2 separate regions of the Macaca fascicularis genome follow, and region 1 is linked to region 2. The links are chromatin contacts, called in public Hi-C maps. All regions are on one chromosome and are shown on one strand. The core of a region is the stretch at or near the end of the contact, and the rest is flanking DNA. Distances in the headings are between cores, read along the strand shown.

The links. A called contact is a pair of places that touch in the nucleus more often than the background predicts.
Region 1: a Hi-C map of liver shows a contact between it and region 2, with 2.8 times the contacts expected there. The contact joins two enhancer-like sites. A contact is called at or near these places in 2 of 2 Hi-C or Micro-C datasets (liver and skeletal muscle).

What each region holds. Positions count from the first base shown.
Region 1 is chr3:90,058,467-90,063,000 of T2T-MFA8v1.1, reverse strand. All of the region lies in intron 10 of SUGCT (succinyl-CoA:glutarate-CoA transferase), which reads left to right. Among named protein-coding and RNA genes, the nearest start is that of SUGCT, 200 kb to the left of the region's middle. Within about 2 kb of position 2,635, at least 1 of the 6 cell types and tissues checked has an H3K27ac peak or open chromatin away from gene starts, as enhancers often do. A contact at or near this core is called in liver, where this site is marked.
Region 2 is chr3:89,761,393-89,765,530 of T2T-MFA8v1.1, reverse strand. All of the region lies in intron 13 of SUGCT (succinyl-CoA:glutarate-CoA transferase), which reads left to right. Among named protein-coding and RNA genes, the nearest start is that of SUGCT, 500 kb to the left of the region's middle. Within about 2 kb of position 1,385, at least 1 of the 6 cell types and tissues checked has an H3K27ac peak or open chromatin away from gene starts, as enhancers often do. A contact at or near this core is called in liver, where this site is marked.

The DNA of each region.
Region 1 (4,534 bases), core at 1,386-3,885, 300 kb before region 2:
GCTGTCTATTCTATGATGTGGTCTGTGCTTTGCAGACCAATGGGAGACCCCAGGAGTTCAGGTGGTATGCAATAGCTCGGGGTAGTTGACTTTCTGAGTAGTTCATTAATGAGAATTCTTTTTTTATGCTCTTTCATGAGCCTTTCAATGGGAATTTTCCTTTAAATGGGCTGATAATTCACATGATAATTTCTTCTAAACTTTTCTTCTGAAGTAGCTTCTAACTCAAGAGGTTGAAGGAAACAATTATTTATATGATTAAATAAAATAACATCTTCCTTGTTCCAGTTTGGGCTTATTCAACCAAGGAGTAGAGCAGGAAGCTGTGCTATGTTATTTCTGGTAGGGACATTATACTGTATATTTAATTTGGCAGAAGCAGAGACTCAGACAGGCAGTAAATTCCAAGTTTGAAGATATGCAGTACTTTGCTATCATTCCTTAGAAAAATGTCAAAGTGCTGTTAAATCATGGCATATTAGGTAACATTGGGAATCTTTTTCTTTTTTTTCCCTTAAACCCATGTCAAGGATTTTTTTTAAAAAGTCAAAATGTAAATGATATATATCTGTCTCTTCTTGTGTGACTTTGTATTTATTTATTTTACCATAGTCACACTAAAGCACTAAAATGTGAAGGTATAAACAGGCATATGATTCTATCACATGCTTAATATAATTGTTGTATTAGTAATAACAGTAATAATAATCATGCTGGACACGTACTATGTAACTGGGAGATATATGTATACATACATGTATATATGTATTTATAAAATTTTTGCTTATTCTTCTTTTAGTTTGATGAAAAGGAAGCCTAGAGACATTAAGCAGTTATGTTCTAGAATAAATAGGAACCATGGATTTAAGGTTTTAAAACTTGTTTCTGTTTGTGACCAGCCTGGCCAACCTGGTGAAACCCCATCTCTACTAAAAAATACAAAAATTAACTGGGTGTGGTGGTGCGTGCCTGTATTCCCAGCTACTGGGGGGGCTGAGGCAGGAGAATCGCTTGAAACTGGGAGGTGGTGGTTGGAGTGAGCCAGGATTGCACATTGCACTCCAGCCTGGGCAACAAGAGCAAAACTCTGTCTCAAAACAAAACAAAACAAACAACAACAAAAAACTGAAACAAACATTTCTTTTCTGACTGTATCCAAACTAAGCTGGATACGTCGTGGATGTGTGTCTTTTTTTTTTTTTTTTTGGCAGATTCTAGAATTCTTCTAATCTGTTTCCATTATCTCTTTAACAAATGTCAAGTTTGCTATTATTCTGGTGGGTACCAAACCTAATAGCTGGCCTTGCTTCAGAAGTATTTTTGAATTATGAGCTGTAGGGCAAGTGTAGGTTTCCCCCTACCATGGTTTCAGTCCATTGCTTTCAAATGACTCTTGACAAACCAATTAAAAAATAATTAATTGAGTCCCCTGTGGGGTAGGCAGTGTTTTAGTCCTGAAAGCCTCCAGATGAGGAAGAACTGGCCCTTGATTTCAAGGGACTCAAAGGCAATATAGCAGGCAAATTTGGGAGAACTTGAGCTTTGGGGTCAGACAGACCTGGAGAATTAAAAGAGATCATTGTACTAAGTGTTTCGTGCAGTATCTGACTCTAGTAAGCCCTCAATAAAAGGTGGCTCCTGTTATTATTGGTGTGTTGAACTAATAGTTATAGCTTTTGTGAATAATAGTTTCTATGAAAATATGAAATAGTCTCTATGAAAACTACCCATAGAAGCTTAGGGGCAGAGTAAATAAATAAACAGAGCTGAATTTCTTTCTTAAACTTTATGGGATTTTTAGCTTAATTTCTTTCCATTTTTTAGAGAGGAAAAGAGGGCAACATGCTGTGGTAATTTTGTTTTAAAAAAACTCTTCTTAGAACTTTTTCGGAAATTGTAGCCTTCAGCTCATTATCTAAATATAGCATTATTAAAATTAATAGAGTTTGAGGAGAATCTTGTATGGCAACATCACTCAGTTGTTAAAGGGAGTATAAGGCTTCTAGTTTATTGAATGGTTTAATTAATTGAGATTGGGTATAGATTCATATTTAACAAAAGGAACAATGACAAAAATGATTTTCAGGAGTAATCTCTGAGAAGCCCACAAAATGGGGGCCTACCTTTATAAAAATATGTATACTCACCCTTGTAAGAGCAAAAAATTGTGGAGATTTCTCTTTTGGTTTTAAAAAGTAAAGGAAATAGAATATTTTAAATGCTTGTTTTTATAACCTTAAAATTGCAAAGAATGTTGATAATGCTTACCCATTAAAAAATGCTTGGAGATTTATTGGGAATGAAAGAGTAGGTGATAGCAAATACATTAGATTACATTTCAGAGGCTTCTCCAAACTTTTGATTAATTAGCACTGACAAGCTAGAATATTGAAAAGTTGGTTTTCTGGTAAATTAAGGCATGGATTGTATGAACCCCCAGCCCCTTTAGTTCTAAAGTTTTTGGCTAGGTAGCTTTTGAATATTTGCCTTAATGCTTGTGTATGCCTTGATCCTTACGGATTTGGGGTTCTTGTTAAAGCAAAACAAAATTTTTGTTTGAAGATCCTGGTTACTTTGGAACCAGTTGGCCAGGAGGTTGCCACAGTCTGAAGAATATAGGTCACTGGGCAGTCCAAGAGCAGATAAAATTAAGGCAGATGTGCCAGCTACTGGCGTAATAGCTGCCATCCTCTGGGCCACTTCTTAGAAAAGATTTGGCAGTCTTTGATTTAAAACAAAATTTCTAAAGTTAACATAAATAAGGTAACATAATGTCCAAGGGTAACTATTGCACAAAGAATAAAAGCACTTAGAACTGTTCAAAGACTATTAATGATTTTTTAAACTCAGAATTCCCTCTAATTGACATATAGTGTTTTAAATGTATTTCGCTAAGAGGTAAAATAGAAGGTGGTGCAAAGAAAGTAAAAGTAATAAATCTCTAATTCCTTTAGGATCTTTTCAGCTTTTCTTGTATTCTTAATATATGTGCAGAACTAATGTGTTTTTATATTTTCTATGCCTATCATATTTGGCTAAAATTGTCTAAAAGAATCAAAGGCCATTTTGAATATTCAGTCATTAGTCCTAGTAATACTATCTTAATCATTATAATAATTATCAGATGTAACATTTATGAATGATTACTATGTTTTTAAATACCTTACATATATTAAATATTTACAACAGCCCTTACAATAGTTATTGCTATTATCTCCACTTTCAGGTGTGGAAACTGAGGCATAGAGGTTTAGAGAACTGTGCAAGGTCACAAGTCTGTGGTGTAAGTGGGATTCTAACTGAGGCAGGGGGACTCGAGCCCGTTGTACTGTATAGGCAGATGATACAATGCTGCATGTTTAGTTTCATTTTCTATCTTCATCCTACTTTTGAGAAATAATTATGTGACCTTTTCTTCTACATAATTTCCCCTTTAGGACTTCCAAGAGCAACTGAAGAGGTATAAACAATTCTGTTGTTTACTTATCATAGGGATCCTTAATTATGCTTAAAAGCAAATTTCCTTCAGGAAATCAGGTTGTACATCTTTCGAATAAATCCTTTGGTCGCATATGCTAAAATTGCATTAGGATCATAAGTAAGTGATGGTATAGTGAAGCAACTCTACTTATTAATAGTTCCATCTATTTAATGAGAACAGTACTGTCCTTGAGCAATATAGGAGTTGGGGATCGTTTTAGCTGTTGTGAGACTCATCGTTTCTGGTTTTAAAACTGTATTTCTGTGAGGTTGGTAGGGTGGGGACAGAGCTAGGGTGGGAAGGAATATTTGGGACATGAGGAGGAGTATTCCAGGGCCTAGGTGGGGGATAGCCTGGGTAGAAACCAGTTATACAGTTTTCTAAGTATTCCCACCCCATTTCAGCCAGAACAATTCCACCTTCTGGTAGTTTTTTGAAACAGATGTTCCACTGCTTAAAACTTGTTACTTGTCCTAGATCGATCATCTTGTATTGAAGGACTTTATTGAACTAGAAAGTGGGTTTTGTATGTGTGTGTGTGTGCGTATGTGTGTGTATGTGTATGTGTTTTGGAGAAAAGAGACTGATTTCCTTCAGTGCTGGAAATCATTGTTGTAGTTCCTAGAACCGTGGACATAAAACCAAAGAACGGGTTCAAATTGACCCAAGATGGAGGCCTTGGTTGGAGGAGTTTGGGTGAGGCCTGGCATAGCTCCTCTTTGAAGGGGCACAGACATTACCTCACAGCTAAGAGTCTAGCCTGGTGGCTCTGTGTGGAGGTCAGGGCTCTTCAGCTCAAATAAATCACACAGGACTAGATTCTGGAAACAGTTGGATTCGGATGTAGTTACATGTCCTGGTTTGTTCCTAGTGGGGTCCAGTGCAAATCTTGTTGAAATTCTGAGTAGCTGTGCTTAGCACCAATACAGTACCCTGATAGATCTCAGTTCAGGTGCAGACTGCCTCGGGGGAAAGTAACTGAGTTCTGATATGGTACCAGTTACTATTATAATATAATTTAGTATTAGGCAAATAATATAACAATGGGAGAAA
Region 2 (4,138 bases), core at 136-2,635:
CCTTAGCATTGTTCAAGGCATGAGGCCCTGGGTTTAGGGTATAAGTCAAGTGGACTAGAAATGAGAAAAATTCCCCTTCTTATTTGGTATGTCCTGCTTTTCAAAAATAAGTTAATGATCTTGCCATGCCCTATCATAATTAGTAAGCATGAAATTTAATTTGACATTTCATGTTTGATATGCATAAGCTTGCCCCACTATTTTCTATTTCTAGAATGATCTACCCAACATGCAAATCTGCTCATGTCATTCCCCTGTTTAAAATTCCTCAGTGGCTTCTCGTGAGTTTGATATAGATCATACCCTTAGCGCTATTTACAGTGAGTTACACCAACCTTCATCTTTCATTAACCCCAGTCCCCATTTTGTCCTTTAGCCCATCCTGAGGTGGCCACTATTTTTCAGTAACCATGTTCCCTCCTGCTTCTAGACCTTTGCATAGGAGTGGGGGAGGTTCCTTAATGTGGGGGTAAAATTCCGGGCAGGCTTCTCATTTCTGTGCTTGAGGCATATTTTGAAGGAAGAAAAAAGTATTTTGTGACATCTTTCTGAGTGTTCGCCCGAGGCCCTTGCTATCTCCTCCCCTTTAACAGGTTTAATGATTAACAGAGCAGACAAGCAATCTCCCTGCAAGGCCTATGATGGTCCCTTGTTTTTCTCAGAAAAAGCGTGGGAACTTAAAGGTTTCCTTGAATGTTACATGACTCTGCTTCGTTTATTTTATATGTTTAATTTTTTCTTTCTAGATCACTGGCCCTTCTTACATTGATCAACAGAAGCATCTGTTTTTAGAATGTGAGAGGATGTCATGTTTTCTCTCCTCTTCTACAAGCTCATTAAGTATTAGTAATGTACTTAGGTGAAGGACTTTATGCCATTGAGCCTTTTAATAGAGTAGTGATCTTAGCATTACACTTCCGATGCCTAAAATATCTAAACCAAATTAGTAAGAGTAGAAAGTCATTTTCATTCAGTTTGGGGACAGGGGCCTATTGAAAACCCCTACCTTGATCGTCCTATATTCACTTACAGAAGGAAAGAATTAGAATGTAGGCTACAGCCAGTTTAGGGTGCTTTCTGTCGCTGTAAGGCCAAGTAGGAGTGAGTTAAAGCTTCCTTTTCCAAGAAATCATCACACTCCTGAGTGAAGAGCCTCACCTTTGCCCTCTCCCTATTTGCTCCCAAATTGATTTGCCTGAGAGCTGGAGGTTCACTAACACCTCATTGTGAGTGGGAAGAACAGAACAGAATGCCAAGGAGCAGGCAAGGACAGGAGGTCAGCACGCTGACCCGGATTCAAAGGCTTGGGTTTGTTGAACAACCTCACCCAGTCCCGCCAGCCCGCTTTGTTGGCCGGCGTTGCACGGTATTGGGGGCTGTGCGCCCTCTGCTGGGCAGAGCAGCACACGTGTCCGCCTCTCAGCGCCTGGCCTAATGAATTTCAAGCTTTTGCTAACACGTGGGCAGATTTTCCTCTCAGGGGTGGTGCTCTACCAGCATAAGACAATGGCCATGGAAATACAGCCTTGAGTTATTTTGGGAAATTTTAAGCCAAAGAAACAAATGATAACTTACTTTACGTTCTACTCCAGTCAACTTCAGAACCACCAATTTCCTTTCATTGTGGAATGGGGCTTTAAATTTGCTCTGATGACATTCAATTCAGTGGCACAATACACCAAAGTGAACATCTTTATGTTCACAGACACAAATGGACCCACACAAAGAATTACCTAATAACTCACTCTTTCCACTCAAGATATTCCGTGTTTTTTTTGGAGAATACAAGATTTGACATATTTTTGTGGCTTTCCTTATGTTTAACATAGCAGTTTCTAAAATCAAAGCCTTAAAATCTATTTGGATTTCATTCATTCATTTATTTTTCAGTCACTGAACAGACATGAATGGGCACCCACTATGTATCTGCCATTGTGTAGGGCTGTATAGAGCAGAAATGGAGGAGAAAAGAGAATATCTACAATCTTGAGAAACTCCGTCCTGAGGAGAACTTAAAGAGCATACTAATAAAGGAAGATATTAATTGTGAGGGAAACACAGAGATGGTAATAACAACACTATGAAGGGGCAGGAATTAGGATCTGCTTTGCAGGCTGGCGAGAGGTAAGTATTAAAAGATATTTGTATGCTTGAAAGATATTTGTATGTTTGCCAGTAAGACAAGGTCGGGCGTGGCAGATACTAGATGGTAGAAGAAATGGTGTGTGTGTGTCTCACAGGGCCTTTTGAGAGGCTGGAGTCCAAGGAGTGGAGCCTGGTGAGAGGTGAGCTAGAGTGGTAGGTTACAACTACTTTGTGCAGTGCCTTGTCTAGCATGCTGAACAGATTGCATCGTATTCAGTCGGAGAAGGCAAGTCGTTGAAGGACTGTCACTAGGAGAGTGTGAGGACTGCTTTTCATTTTAGAAACATCTCTCAGTAAGGTAGTGGATGGATAGAGGGTAGAGGAATGTCAAAAACAGCAACAGGAAGCTGTCTACCTTCTGTTGGATCAGAAAAGACAAAAGAAGAAAGGCAAAGAGAGTGGGGCTCCTGGAGAAAGGATTAACTGGAAAGCTTTCTGAGAGGCAGAAAGTTGATTGAAGGTGGAGGATGAGGGTGAAGGAAGCATTGAGGAAGACTGAAAGTGTGGATGATGCTGATACCAGGATGGGCCGAAAAAGGTTTTGTGCTGCAGTTGTGAGTTTCACTTTGGGCATATGGAAACTGAAGCGACCATGTGTGAGGATACCCACTACACAGATGGAAACAGGGTCTTCAGCTCAGAGAGAGAAAATGCCAAAGGGTGAGAGCATCCAGGAAGCATCTTTGTGTGGAAGATACGGGGATAGAGGCAAATGGAGGCTTTCCTTGTTTCCTGCTTCCCTTTTACTTAGGAGATTAAAGTGACAGTTTCATTAACTGCTTTTACCACATTAAACATTGTTGAGGATTTGGATTTGGGTAACATTTTGTCTTAATAAGAAACCTACTGAAAAGTAAGTTTTTCAAAAAATGTTTTACTCTTACATGATCAAGTCTTTATCATGGAACCTGTCAGCGTTAACATCTAGGATTTAATGTCAACCAACGTAAGCTTTTAAAAAGGCATATTAAATCAGAAGTGACTTAAAAATAAACTCTAGATGAACTTGATCTATTTAAGTTAAAGGATTAAGTTATATACACGATGGAGCATCAGAGATTGAGTTCTTTTTGGGTGGGCCTTGGAAAGGGAAAATGCAGAAAGATCTAATTGGTTTTGCTTTCGAAGAAGAATCATCATTTTTATGTATATATGTATTCATAAGCATAATTTGATCGGAAAAATGCTTGATATTCTAACCTTTTAATTAGGAGGGAGGAATTTAGGGATCATGTTGTAAAATTGTTTTCCAGGTGAGGAATCTGTGCAATAAATTTGGGAAACACTGAAGTCTTTATTGTATGCTTTTTCTGGAGATTTTTTTTTTTTTTTTTTTTTTTTTTTTAGCCAGAATGTCACTTTGTCAGCCAGACTGGAGTGCAGTGATGCAATTATAGCTCACTACAGCCTCATCCTCTGGGCTCAAGTTATCCTCCCACCTCAGCTCTCCAAGTAGGTGGAACTACAGGAATGCACCACCACACTCAGCTAATTTTTAAATTTTTTGTAGAGACAGAGTCTCAACTGTATTGCCCAGGCTGGTCTCAAACTCCTGGGCTTAAGTGCTTCTGTCACCTAGGCCTCCCAAGTGCTGGGATCATCACAACTGGCTGAGATTTATAATTCACATTGTGACATTGAAGACTCTGAGAAGTTCTGCAGGAACCTCGCATTTCCCAGTCTTATTTGATGGCCAACCCAGCATTTCCCAGAGTTTGGATGATGTTACTTTAAAAGTTTCCTTTATAATTAAGTAGAGCAATGTAAGTGTTCAAGCTTTTAGCCACAGAGCTCAGTTCAATTAGTAAACATGCATTGAGCTCTTTTATGATAGTTACCAGGTTAAGTCCCCAAATCACAAAGATTATTCATAAAACAATAATAATGACAATAATAATAGTAGCTAAGACTTGTTGAGTGCATACTAGGTGCCAGGAAATTTACTAAATATTTTGCATACACCATCTCATTTAATCCTCACAACTTTGGGAGA